Linked DNA regions of Mus musculus: region 2 is linked to region 1. Evidence: chromatin contacts called from public Hi-C data. All regions are on one chromosome and are shown on one strand. Each heading gives the region's core, a stretch centred on a gene start, on an enhancer-like site or on the middle of the called end of the contact. The rest is flanking DNA. Distances are from core to core; before and after follow the strand shown. Region 1 overlaps Iqgap2 (IQ motif containing GTPase activating protein 2). Region 2 overlaps Sv2c (synaptic vesicle glycoprotein 2c).

What was found. Hi-C and Micro-C count contacts between places; a contact is called where the count stands out from the background.
Region 2: a contact with region 1 is called in a Hi-C map of CD8 T cells, with 4 times the contacts expected there. The contact joins two enhancer-like sites. A contact is called at or near these places in 12 of 484 Hi-C or Micro-C datasets (the 3T3-L1 cell line, CD4 T cells, CD8 T cells and 7 more), 9 of 115 datasets of contacts at active chromatin or transcription factors (SST interneurons, bone marrow-derived macrophages, embryonic forebrain and 5 more) and 1 of 9 other capture datasets (embryonic stem cells).

The regions. Positions count from the first base shown.
Region 1 is chr13:95,711,811-95,714,981 of GRCm38.p6, forward strand. All of the region lies in intron 12 of Iqgap2 (IQ motif containing GTPase activating protein 2), which reads right to left. The region is part of intron 1 of Gm52062 (a long non-coding RNA gene); the gene reads left to right. Among named protein-coding and RNA genes, the nearest start is that of Gm52062, 7.3 kb to the left of the region's middle. Within about 2 kb of position 1,556, at least 46 of the 459 cell types and tissues checked have an H3K27ac peak or open chromatin away from gene starts, as enhancers often do. A contact at or near this core is called in CD8 T cells, memory CD8 T cells, regulatory T cells and 1 more, where this site is marked.
Region 2 is chr13:95,959,082-95,962,252 of GRCm38.p6, forward strand. Sv2c (synaptic vesicle glycoprotein 2c) reads right to left here. Exons shown (of 13, transcript NM_029210.1): 13 at 362-2,382. The coding sequence ends at 2,199. Among named protein-coding and RNA genes, the nearest start is that of Gm24032, 64 kb to the left of the region's middle. Within about 2 kb of position 1,575, at least 124 of the 459 cell types and tissues checked have an H3K27ac peak or open chromatin away from gene starts, as enhancers often do. A contact at or near this core is called in CD8 T cells, memory CD8 T cells, regulatory T cells and 1 more, where this site is marked.

The sequences.
Region 1 (3,171 bases), core at 306-2,805:
CACCCATTATCCTCATATTGTAGAAGAGATGAAAGAGCTAAGAATCAATATTGAGGCCTTTATTCCCAATTAGGGAGGCTGAGTTGTTCCTAAATGTGTACCTTTCTGAAAGTGTATATTCAAAAGCACTATCTCTAAACACCATGACCTTGGGGTTAAAGTTTCAATACATGAATTTTTGATAGGATACAAATGTCCAAGCCCTAGCAGGTAAGACATAAGATGAAAGTGAAAAATAAGTGAAAATGAAAGTGAAAACATAAGTGGAAGATGAAAAATCTAGGAGGCAGAAGGCACTAATCAACAGAGCTGGACCAAGAATCTGTCTTCCTTCAGAGAAGAGGCCAAGAAGTGTGCACTACTAGGAACCAAGGCCATAACCTAATTTCCTGCCTTCAGACCTATCAAGCCTCCACACCTCTAGGTTTTGTTGAGGACAAGAAATAGCTTCCCCAAAAGGCTGTTGCAATTCAGAAGAGGCAATGACTACACAAGAGTTCTAAAACATCTGCCCATTTGGGTGTCTACACCACTGTCATCTTTCTACACCAGATCACATGCTTAGATGAGGATGTCAGGTAGCTTCAATTAAAAAAAAAAAAGAGATCATTCCAGGTTACCAGACTTAAATGTGTTTGAAGTTTATAAAAGCAAGTCTATTTCTTTAACATTCAAATTAAATGAGTTTCAAATATGAAGTGAGCCGTGGAAGTTTGTACTATCCACACCCTCTCCTACTTATTAAACTGGAGTGTTCGGGAGATGTTAGATCATTCACTAGACATCCCCGTGGTCAGGTTGCTCTAAATACCTTCAAACACCCCCATCCAAGAATGATCTTAGCATAACCAAGTGTGAGAAAGAAGATGTCCACATATCCCTAGGGCTGGTCACCTGGCAAGGCTTGCATTCCAGCGGACCGGATGGAAACCACCTAATTAAGTTCTTGAGAGTGTATCTGACAGCACAACCTGCTGAGGTCATAGTAAATGATGTCACAGGAGCCGAGGAACCTAAGCAGAAGCCCCTTGGACACACCTGCCTCACTCTGTTTATACATGTACAAGATGAATTTTATGAGTAAAGATGGCTGGGCATGGTGCTGTGATTTTCCACTCCATTGCGTATTCTTGGAGAGAGTGAAGTAACCTAGAAGGAATGGCACTTTGCCACATTTTAAAAGCAACCATCTCAAAGACGAAAACTTTCTTGTTGAGGCTATATCGTAAAATGCTATTCTTCTGTGGTTTTGTCATGAAACATGGGGTTTCCAGGAAGACATCAACTGAACATCAAAGTCCGGAAACACATTTAGCAGCCTGTTATCGGATCCACCTTCCACTTAGCACATCTCTTAGCCACAGGCCCAGTGTAGGCCACAAGTAAGAAATGGGAGTGAACCTTTGACAAGTAGGCCAGGACCCTGTTCTTTCATAATTCCCATGAAAATTCTCAACTCTTTCAGATAGTTTGATTACTGTATTGTATGACTCTCATATAATGATCATTATATGAGATTAAAAAGAACAAGAAAGGAACAATGAGAGAGAAGAACAAACAGGTCTGGAGGTTAAGAGAATACCCATGCCATGGAAACAGTGCAGGAGACCAGGGGAGCAGGAGAGGGGCTAGCTGTGTGTGTGTGTGTGTGTGTGTGTGTATCAATAAGAGCGAAGCACATCAATGAAAAATGTCATAACGGAACCCATTTCTTAGTATGTAAACCAAAACTTAATCAAAATTTAGCTTTTCAAGCTATCCCTTTAACCTATGATATTAAACACAATACTTCAGAAATTTTAATAAAAACAGGTGTTGAAGATGGGGAAGGTACCAGAGCATGAAGTAGGAAGGAGGCTGGGGCTAGAAGAATGCAAAAGGGTGGAGTGTGGAGGAAGGCAGAGAGAAAGAGCAACAAAGATGTTTGAATAATGTCATTAGGAAGGCTAATAATTAATATGCTGACTTTTAAAATTAAAGTAATTTTAAATACCTCAGGAAAAAGAAAATACAACAGGAAAAAGAAAAACCAAGCCAATGTCCATACAAATTAAATACTGTATATCAGACTCCCCAAGTGTTAGCAAGGGGACAATATCTGCAATAAGCTCCCTGAGGACCAGCATGTGTCTCCCCCCCACCCCCACCCCCACCGGCCCATGACAAGATGTTGATGGATGGCAGGAATGGCCAGACAGTCGAAAGACTTTAGTTACAAGTCACTTCTGCTTGCAAAGACCACTGTCTCCTTAAGGCATTCAAAGACTTGATTAGTTTTTTTCCCAGCAAAGCAGAGGCTGGGCTGAGAAGGGCGCTCCATTCCCCTCAGTCATTGTGAAGGATAAAGAAAACAGTGTAACTGTGGCACAGAGAACAAACCCACACCTGGGTAGGCAGCAGCACATGCAGACATCCCCAAAACAGACCCAGAGAAGTTAGAAAACACAGATGGGACCTGAAAATTTGTTTTGCCTACCAAGAGAAATCCTACTCAGTGGGGATACACCCCAGAGTGGCAGGAAGCTCAGAGTGTAGACGTGGGAGTCCATAATTTGGGCAGCAGGACAGGGGCTCAGGGACCACTTTCTGTAGTAAAATACATACTCAGATATCCATGCACACACAGAGCAGAGATTTCCACCACCTGCACCCCAGGATGCTGAACATCTGCTCAAATCCCTGCTTCCCTCTGGAGTAAAATCTGGCAAAATCTCCAAGATCCCAAGCCAACACATTAGACAGGCTACTCAAGGTGTCTAATTGCAAAGATTTTACACACCTCAAGAACAGGAAATATAGAGATGGGGAACAGAGAGCTAAGCTGTCCCAAAAGAAGCTTAGATGCACACAGGACATGAGAAGAACAGAATCACGACAATGTCCAGTAAATTCACACCCACTGCACACCATGAAGGCAGTCAACACTTTCAGTGGGATGGAGTCCAAGGGGGGGGGGAAACCATGAAATGCCAAAAAGCAAACTTGGCAAGATGCTCCAGGAAACAGCCAAGATTAGCTGATCAGAAGAATCACGTGTTATTCCACTAGTCCAGAGTTAGATGCAGCATTGGGGGACCAGATCTCACACCCCAGCAAAGCTCATCAAAACAAAAGAGTTTAAGACTAGTGAGAGAAGTGTCTGGTCCATCTGCAAGCTAGAGCAAGCTGAAG
Region 2 (3,171 bases), core at 325-2,824, 250 kb after region 1:
TTTTTCTGAAGGGGACAGATGGTCTTATAAAGAAGGGTTCTGTTGGGTCATCCCATGCTGGCCCAACCCAGTGTCCAGATAAAATTCTGAATGACTGTGTCTTGCAGTTTGGAATGTACTTGTAGCTAAATCAGGGAGCAGAGACAATTTGAGAGTAAAGACTATCCAGTAAGATCACTACCACAGCAGGCCAGAGTAGAGAAAGCAATGCCTTTGATTTGTATGGTTTGTTTGCTTGTTTGTTTGTTTGTTTGTTTGTTTTGAATGGGAAGATAGGGATTCATATCTTACTTTTGCAGCAATTTTGTTGCATGCCACATTCAACCAAAAGGTCTGCTCTGGGCCTCAAACATGTTTTTTTCAAAAAGAAAACAACCATGGTGCAAATAGGAGAGAGAAATGAGCCTGCATGGAAAAAAAAATAGATACTCCTTAGGTTTTTGAAACACAGATTTGTTTCCCAGGGATGAGAAACAGAAGCGAGTTCTGTTCTGGCCCTGCCTCATTGGTGTCTTTCAAATCAATCAATGATGCTTCGAAGATTCCCTGGTCAGCTCTGCAGCTCTGGCTCTCATAGCCTGGATGTCCAGGCTCTGAGTACTCAGGTTATCTGCAGGGAACCACTTTCTCTCTGCAGCTTCCCATCTTAACTCAAGGCTGCCCCCTCCACCACGCCTGCATTACTTAATGGGGGCAGTGGATTAATGGTTTATGTTAATCAAAGAGCTTTTCACAGAATTTCAGCTCCAGGAGGGATCAGGGAACATGTGAGGGGAAGGGAGGCAAGGCAGAGGGGACTCCAGGGAGCAGGGCCATCTCTGAACAGATTCTTGGGAACAGAAGTTTCCTTTTTTCTGGAAGGCCCGGGGCTGTGGTCATGCAAGAAAAGCGTAAAATAAGCAAAGAGGATTCCCCCTCCAACAAGACAGAGGCAGTTAAACAAAGAATGCTGTTTAAACACAGGCCTTACGATGGTTGCTATCACAGGCTGCAAATCTACAAGGAGGCTTCAGATTTCAAAGACGCGTAAAAGGATGGGCCTGGGGGAGGGGCACCGGGCAAGAGACTCGAAGGTCCTTTAGCTGACAGCTGGCCCGTGGGAACGTCCTGCTGACCCCTCCCTCCTTCCATGCTCAGGAAGATTCCAGAGGTAAAACAGATATTCACCCACCAGGAAATGCTGTCCTGCCTGCCGGAGGGTTGCTGGGGAGAGCAGGCAGGCTCAAAAACTGTCCAGAGACAAGGCTAGGAGCCCACAGCCTGGGGACACTGGAGGGACATGACCTGATGTGGAGATTTGGGCTAAAAATGTAACAGTGGACAGTTGATCAAAGGAGGGTGGGTGGTGTTGACCCGCAAGGGACCGTACAAGAGAGGCTCCCGTCTGTGTTTCCCAAATGGCTTTGGTTGTGAATTCCAATTTCTATCTAAAAATCTGCCTTGTGCTGCTCAGGTAGGGTTTCGTTGCCAAGTGGGGATAGACTTTAAACTTTTCTTGTTAACAAAACCACCCTAATCATCCTGCCCAAAAGAGCCCCGCCCAGAAGTGCTTGGTGTCACACAATTGTCTTGAAACCCCCTGCTGTAACAGCTAGAGTGGCTGGCAGGCTGTCTTTTTTCTAAGAAAACAGGAAGTATCACTCGGTATGAGAAAAAGAAAGAAAGAAAGAAAGAAAGAAAGAAAGAAAGAAAGAAAGAAAGAAAGAAAGAAAGAAAGAAAGAAAGAAAGAAAGAAAGAAAGAAAGAAAGAAAGAAAGAGAGAGAAAGAAAGAGAGAAAGAAAAAAGAAGAAAAAGAAATCCCTTTCCTCAGCACAAAATTATGCCAATTTAAACTTCCTGTTAGTAGAGCGTCGCCAGCAGGGTCTATTTCTTACACCAGCACAGACTTTTTAGATTCTTGGTGAATGTAGTCCTTGGGGAAGCCTGGTCAACTGAGACATTTTAGGAACACTTCCACTGGGCACTGAGAAGCAGGAACATCACAGTTAGGAAAAGCTAACAGTGCACGGGGGGAGGGGGGGCGGGAAACCCTGCAAATCACACTGGCGGGGTAAGACAATACGCAGCTACACGTTACATCACAGCAAAAGTTTGTGTTCTGATACTTGGCCACCTTTCTATACATTAAAACTCTGAAGCTTTGAGTCAGGCAATACGACCGACCCACGGTGGGAGGAAGGGAATGGCTTTTGTCACGTCACATCAGAACCTGGGTTCGTGTGTCGGGCAGGCGCAGCCCCACGAGTCCTCCACACACGAGCACAGTGGAAGCCAGCAGGATGGGGATGGCTTTGGTGATGCTGACCAAGGAGCCGAAGATTAAGTTTCCCAGGACGGCCGCCGCTTTACAGAGGGCGTTCAAGAAGCCGAAGCCCGTTGCTCTGCAAGGGACAGAAACACAGTCAAGGTTTAGAAAATGATGCTCGGGAGTCCAGCTTTAAACTTACACGTTCTGCGCAGTCACCCTGATGGTCTTTACGTGGTTTGTGCCGTATGTTAGTGAAGCAGATAATTAAAATGCTTGTTAGCAAACGCGGAGGCAGAGAAGCCAGCTGTCACTGCTGCGGCCGGTCTCCTGATGACGTACGTACGACTCTACTGACTCTTATTTTGGTACAGAAGAAGAAAAAAAAGCTCTTTCTTGGTCCAATGTGTTGGAAGGATGGTTCTACTAAGTAAAAGTTAATTTCACTCCGTGTAAGTCCTCTCAGGATAAAAGCAGGCTTAAAGCCTCTTTCCGTAGGAGTCAGCTAGCCTCTGCTTAGCTTGGGAGAAGCTGGGCCACCTCCTCTGTCCAGGGAGTGGGACTGGGCGATCTAGCAGGCTCTCAAGTCTTTACAAAAGTGACTTGTTATTTGTTTTATAAGTGTCCAGAATCTTGGTGACACCTCTTAAATAGAGGAAATAAGGAAATTCAAATTTTGTTCCAGTATAAAATACAACTGCCGTCTGTCAGACACTATCAGCCTGCTTCTCAGCGACTCAGCACCTGTAGTTTACTTACGTCAGCATCCAGTGCTGTGCATTTCGACCATAGCTAAGAGTTCCCACCACCGCTAAGAGTTGCTATGCAACACAGACCCTTTAAAGGGCATCTGTCAACATCACGGTGTGTGTGTGTTCTCTCTCTCTCTCCCTCTCTCTCTCTTTCTCTCTCTCATTTTGTCCCT